Linked DNA regions of Mus musculus: region 1 is linked to region 2. The links are chromatin contacts, called in public Hi-C maps. All regions are on one chromosome and are shown on one strand. Each heading gives the region's core, a stretch centred on a gene start, on an enhancer-like site or on the middle of the called end of the contact. The rest is flanking DNA. Distances are from core to core; before and after follow the strand shown. Region 1 has its middle 88 kb from the start of Gm32677. Region 2 has its middle 14 kb from the start of Gm32677.

What was found. A called contact is a pair of places that touch in the nucleus more often than the background predicts.
Region 1: a Hi-C map of muscle stem cells shows a contact between it and region 2, with 2.2 times the contacts expected there. The contact joins two enhancer-like sites. A contact is called at or near these places in 1 of 15 datasets of contacts at CTCF or cohesin (liver), 19 of 484 Hi-C or Micro-C datasets (the BV-2 cell line, the HL-1 cell line, Sertoli cells and 8 more), 3 of 115 datasets of contacts at active chromatin or transcription factors (embryonic stem cells and extraembryonic endoderm stem cells) and 1 of 9 other capture datasets (liver).

Annotation. Positions count from the first base shown.
Region 1 is chr15:96,924,851-96,928,091 of GRCm38.p6, reverse strand. No RefSeq gene overlaps it. Among named protein-coding and RNA genes, the nearest start is that of Gm32677, 88 kb to the right of the region's middle. Within about 2 kb of position 1,546, at least 4 of the 459 cell types and tissues checked have an H3K27ac peak or open chromatin away from gene starts, as enhancers often do. A contact at or near this core is called in muscle stem cells, where this site is marked.
Region 2 is chr15:96,850,674-96,853,939 of GRCm38.p6, reverse strand. No RefSeq gene overlaps it. Among named protein-coding and RNA genes, the nearest start is that of Gm32677, 14 kb to the right of the region's middle. Within about 2 kb of position 1,784, at least 7 of the 459 cell types and tissues checked have an H3K27ac peak or open chromatin away from gene starts, as enhancers often do. A contact at or near this core is called in muscle stem cells, where this site is marked.

The sequences.
Region 1 (3,241 bases), core at 297-2,796, 74 kb before region 2:
GGCTCCTCTTACTTCATCCAAAAATATTAAGTCTTGACTGTGGTTCTGTTGTACCAATGGGATTGGTTTTATTATTAAATGAAAAATGGGGATAAATACAGGCTCTATGATGAGAAGTTGGGGGCCCAGTGTCGTGGCCTGCTGCGGTCTTGTCTTTAGATATGGCTGAGATCTGCCCTAAAGGCCCAACCAAGACTGTATTATCAGTTGCCTCTTTCTTAGACACTTTAGAGGGCTTATCATGTCCAAAAAATTGTTGGTGCTAACGATGCCATGGGGGCCAGATGAGATGCCAACTGTCAGCTATGGCCCTGCATGTACATTAGTAGCTCTCATATAGCCTAAGGCGGTACTTGGTGGCACAGTCCTGAACAGTGGTGAGGAGTTTCTGTCAATCATTTCTCTCCTCTCTGTTATGATTTCCTTTGCATAGATGAAATCAGTAGCTAAGACTTGGAGATTTCACTGATGGCCCCGGATCTCTCATGAGAAACCCAGAGAGGCTCAGGAAGGATCCAGTGCAGAGTTAATGACACAGTAAAACCTATAGTCTATGGGAGAGTTGGCGGGGTAAGCCCATGTGTTGATAACTCTCCTTTAGAAGAGAGATCCATCAAGGGAAATCTCTGGAGCTAAACTATCCAAACAAAAAGATAAAAATCTCGAAGAGATGGCTAAATCGATGTAATCTCCTATGACAGGTTTCAACCCATCTGTTTTATCATCCGCGGCCAAGTTAAGTCAGGCGCCGTGGGAATGATGCTATCTCTACCCCTGGCTCTGACTAGAGACACAGGAATCCCTGCAAAAGCACCAGGGTTCAGGTCAGTTGTCAAGCAGAGGTCGTCCCTGCAATGAGGGGACTTGATGTGAGTGGGAGGTTGATTCTTACCTACCTTCCCCCACATCATAGACGTTAAAACGTGAGTGTGGGCGACCCATGGGGTTCCATTACGCTTGCCTGTTAAATTTGGGTACCAGAAGAGGGTTCTGATTTGTTTGTTTTTGTTTTGAATAGGTAACCTAAGCTATTTTCTTCAGTGCAAGCCCTAGAAGCCAGATTGTAGTTTAGGGCAAAGAGAACTGATATAAAGCCAGGTACTGATTAATTAAAGAATAGCTCTTCTGTAGGAAATGGTTTTCCATTTCTGCTTCACCACCCTTTGTTACTGACCACCTCCTGGTCACTGACCAAGGCTCTTTCTGCAGCTATGATGTCATCAGAATCACTCAGCTGTCAACAAGAGTCTTTGGTCCAGCAACGAGATTAGTCATGTTGAGAGAGCATTTATGCTAATTAACCATGGGTGGAAATCAAAGTTACACATGAAAAAAAAATTACATGAAGAATTACATCTTTTCTTCAAGAATCTTTATGTAAAATTGCCTGCCCCTTGACATAAACTTAATTTAAAAAATAAAACACAAAACAAAACAAAAAAATCTACCAGTGACTTTCAATTGGTGGTTCAGGATAGTAGTTCAGGAGTGACCACTTCGGTCTAAGGTCAAGAAAAGAAGTGGCAAGGCTGAATTTCTGTGTCCATAAAAGTCAGTGCGTGATGCCAACTGCCTCTTTCCAAACTAGGGAGATGGATGGGTGTGCACAGAGGTCCACACAGAGCGAAGCAGACACCGGCAAACAGAGACACATTCATAGACACACCCAGAAGGAAAAGAGCTTGCTCTGGGAATTGTAAACAACTGGTGGATTTCTGAATGTTCAATGTGGACTAGTCTGAGAGTTAAAAAGTCCAGAGCAATGGTCAGTGAGGGAACCCCTCTGTGGATCTCAATTGCTGGGGTTCTGCCATGTCCTGAGAGTAAATATTGAGAGAGAAGTCTCCTCGTGCTCAAGGGTAGGGGGATAGGAGACATCTAACCTATTTGTACCCAACTCTGGCTGGTTCTAGCCTTCCATTTGAGAGAAGAAAAAAAAAAAAAACTCAACTTGAGTTTCTTCAAAGCATCCCGTCTCACCGTAAAGAGTGGGGATGGAAGGCTTAACAGCAGCTTTGAAGTTAACAGTCCAGGGCTGACTCACTAAAGACAGACCTAAATGAAGGTAGGAAAACTTTTCTCTCACATCCTACTACACTTAATGAAGACCTACCTGTAGTGGCTCCCCTGACCCAGACATCACAATTGGTAGTCAAGAATAATTGCATGCTATACTAAAAGGTGGAACTCCATCTGAAGAGTCGGGACAAGCACCGAAAGCAAGCTGGGGCACCCACAGGATCACTGGGCTCACCAGACTGAGAAGTAAGATAAATCCAACGGAATCGTTAGGGGTTCTCATGGCTACAAGAGCGGATGGGCCGTGTGCATGCAAACAGAGAAAGACTGGAAGAAAAGAACTTGGTAAATGCTATAGATGGAAAGCTACCACAGGAGTGAGAACTGCTTTTATGTGTGAAGCTTGTTTTTTAGATGCCATATAGGTAGAGTTTCATCGTATATAGTGATAGATTTTATAAGGAGATTTTTCATTCAAATATGTTATGCATTTAGTGAGGAACATTCCCATACTTTATATAGCCTCACTTCTGCTTTGTGTCATTATATAAATACACATATAACTATGAATATATAATTTATTTAAACACACATACACACAAATACATGCATACACACATGTGTGTATGTATGTATATATAAATTCCAGAACCCACATATGAAAGAAGTTGTGATATTTGTCTTTCTGAGTTGAGCTTATTCTGCTTAACATTATGAGTTCCATCCATCTCCCTGAAAATTCATTCATCATTATGGAAAAATAAAACTCCATTATACACGCACACATATCACATCACATCTCTCTGTTCATTCACGTGTGGATGGACATCCAGACTGGTTCCACAACTTTACTTCTATGACATCTGATGGAGGATGGCTATCTAAAATATAAAGAACTCAAAAATCTCAGTGCCCCCCCCCCAAATCAGGCAATCCAATCAATAAATTGGCTAGTGACATTGACAGGAACTTCTTTACAAATAAAGACAAACAGCCAAAAAAAAAAAAAAAAGTGGGGGGGGGAAGATATTCAACATCCTTACCCATCAGAGAAATTTAAATTATATCTATATTGAGATTCTAGCTCACTCTAATCAGAATTGCTTTTATGAAGTTGGACTCATTAGTCACTAAGTACAACTGAGAAGAGACTCTGAACTTAAGGATCTCTCAACAGAAACTCACAAAACTGAAAAGCAAATGAAAAGGAGACTGAAGAAAA
Region 2 (3,266 bases), core at 535-3,034:
GCAACAAACTGTAGTGAAAGAAAATGCCATCTCCAGTGTAAAGTTTTACCACCAAACACACACAGCCACTTCTGGCATTTGATTCTAATGTGCTAAGATATGCCACCCACCCAGGGCTGTATACTGGTTTGGAATACAAAACAGAGCTGAGCTTCAAGTCAGGTTGGTGGGGCTCCACCCCTTTTAGTGAGTATGAGATTCTGGGGGCTCCACCCCTTTTAGTGAGTGTGAGTTTCCTTCACTGCCTGACAGTCCATACCCCACAGCTGAGCAAAGCCCTGGTACCATAGACACACTGGGGTAATGGCCTGGGACTCAGCAACTTGCAGGTACTGAGCTCTCAGTAAAAGGTTCTACAAGGCAGTTGTGCTGATGGTAAGGACCGTTCATAGGTAGTGCCTGGACTAGAACCTCTTTCCAGTATCCTGGTGGCTTTCTCTAGAGCACGACTTTGAAAACTGTTAGGGCTGCCAATCATTTTCAAGCAATTTGACGGCACTTCACTAAGTGTGTGCACAATCAAGATTACCAATATCAACAGAGTCTGGTTTATTTTAGATAACCCGAATTATTTTCCCCATTTCATTTCATGAAAGGGGTCCAGGCATAGAAAGCAAACGCCACCGGGGAAACCCCCGAATGATGACGTTCATGAAAATTGTGTTTGCTGGGAATTTAGACAATAAACTGCCCTATCTCTGGGCTCCGGCTGTACACTTGACAATTACCAGCACCTAAACCTGTATTTACGCAAACGGACTCCCACAAGATGCTTCAGACTTTTACAAAGGCTAAGTAAGACTGCTGGAAAACAGCTGGGAACCTCCTAAGATGAATCCAAAAACCTCAAAGCAACGCCAAGAAAAAAAAATAAGACAGCCCTTCCTCTTTCCAATGTGGCAGCAATAAAATACACCTCAACCCTCCACTGGGACAGGGGGCAAGAGGGACCAGCAAAGCCAATCTTTCTCTCCCTCTGCACTGAAGAGCATCATCATTGCCCGGACACAATAGCCACAGAGCATATGATAGTCACATGGAGGGGGTCTTTTGGAAAGGGGATTTGTGGTCAAAAGAAGCTTCAAAAATTCTTATTTGATCAAAAGTAAAGGAAGAAAATTAATCAAATTTCTTCACAGAAGTACTACCCAGGTCGCAGTCTCCAAGCCTTCGCCAAGAAGGCAGAGCCGTGCATGCAACTGTCACACACAGGCACATTATCCATGGTTAAGCATGGTGGATTAAAAAAAAATCACATGATTTCTTTGCAGAGGAGCCATCAGAACTATGTGTTCAACGAGAAAGAACACTTCGGAGTGCCCTGGCTCACAGCTGGGTGTTAAAAATCACCTTCTAGTACCCCAGAAGCTATATTGTAAGAACACACTCTTGCACTAGATCCTCAGCTCAGGCATGTCATAATCCCAATGTGCACATTGCTCCCACGGAGCACGGGATTTGAGTTCACACTAACCGTGAAGAGAAAATGCCTCACTTCACAGCAGAGCAGGGCTTGTTTCTCTACCCCACTGCCTTTCGGTTGCTACTGAAGCCTTAACGCTTGGTCTGGAAAACATAAAACTCCATCTCCTTCGCTAGGTCACTAACACTCATCCTGCTGGCTGAGTGGGCAGGATGTTTTAAGCGTAACTTTACGTCTCCTGCCTATGAAATTACACTTTGCTACTTAGATTAAAACTTGGGAAATAACCGAAAGCGTCTTTAAAGAAATGATCGTGAGTAAATGTCGCAACTTGGAGAGAAACCTTGGCATGTTTCCTGCACAGCTTCTCTCTCCCAATCTTTCGACATACTAGCAACACACACAGGCACAGGCATCTTACCCATCGGTAAGCTTGGCAGATTAAAATCGCGTGCTTGTTTTCTTTGCCGCTTGCTATAAAAAGAGCATATGGGGTGAATTGAAGAGTAAGCCTCACCCTTGCCTTTGGAGAGATTGGAAATCAGATGGAGGTATGGATGCTGCACGGAGCAGGAAGGGCTGAGAGCAAGCATCTCTCTCAGACAACTTCATCAAGGAGGAAGCAAGTTCACTGTAACCTTCCTCCCAAGTCCAAGATGTTATGCAGACATGGCAGGGAGACACACAACTGAGACAGCCTGGCTTCAAATCTTTACCAGCAGTAGACAACCGGGCTCCATAACTACCTACCAGAACTAAAAGTAAGGCAACCATCCCCTAAACATAGGACTGCCCAGCAGAGTCAGAGGATAGAAACTGTGGCTAAAAAGCCAGGGATGACCCAAAAGCCTAGCATTATAAAGAGGAGAGATAAAAGTGAAAATCAAGAACCCACCCAGCCCACCACTGTCAGCCAAACTGACTCCTGTAAGGTGCGTGTGATGGTTTGAATAGGTTCTGTCTGCATGGATTCATGTGTTTCAATGCTTGGCCATAGGGAATGGCCCTATGAAAAGGTGTGACCTGGTTGGAGTAGGTGTGGTCTTGATGGAGGAAGTGGAGGTGGGCTTTGAGGTCTCCTATGCCCAGTGTGGAATTAGAACCTCCACCTGACTGCCTTTAGATCAAGAAGTAGAACTCTCAGCTCCTCCAGCACCATGTCTGAGTAGAACTCTCAGCTCCTCCAGCACCATGTCTGCCTGGACGCTGCCATGCTTCCTGTCATGATAATAATGGGCTGAAGCTCTGAAACTCTAAGCCAGCTCCAATTAAATAACTGCCTTTATAAGAGTCATCTTGGACATGGTGTCTCTTCACAGCAATAAAACCTAACTAGGATAGTATGGAACCATGAAATCTTTCTGTGGATGAGGAAACCAAGTAAACTCATGCCTGCACAGAGTGACTGGCATTTCACTGATGCCAGTCCTGTCCCTGGCATCCCGCAAGAATGTCCTCAGTTCTCAGGGCCTTTGCAATGCTACTCTGAAATGAAACTGGAGAGATAGACCCCACACACAGAAGGAAGGTTTGCAACAAAAAAACCAAACAGGTTTGGAGTGGGAAGATGCCTGGAGGGAAAGGGCATGTGCTGTGTAAGCAGGGGATGGCAGCTTGAATCCCTAGAACCGACTGCAAAAGCCAAGAGGGCATGGCAGCCACTTGTCATCTCAGTATAGGGAGGTGCATACACAAGAGTCTCAAGAAAATTCGCTAGCCAGACTCAACCAAACAGCAAGTTAGGTCCTTCAAGAGAGCCTGCACTGATATATAAGATGGATAACAGTAAAGAGAGATCTCATGTCAACCGGTGCAACCTGTGTCCAATGTACATTCAAACACC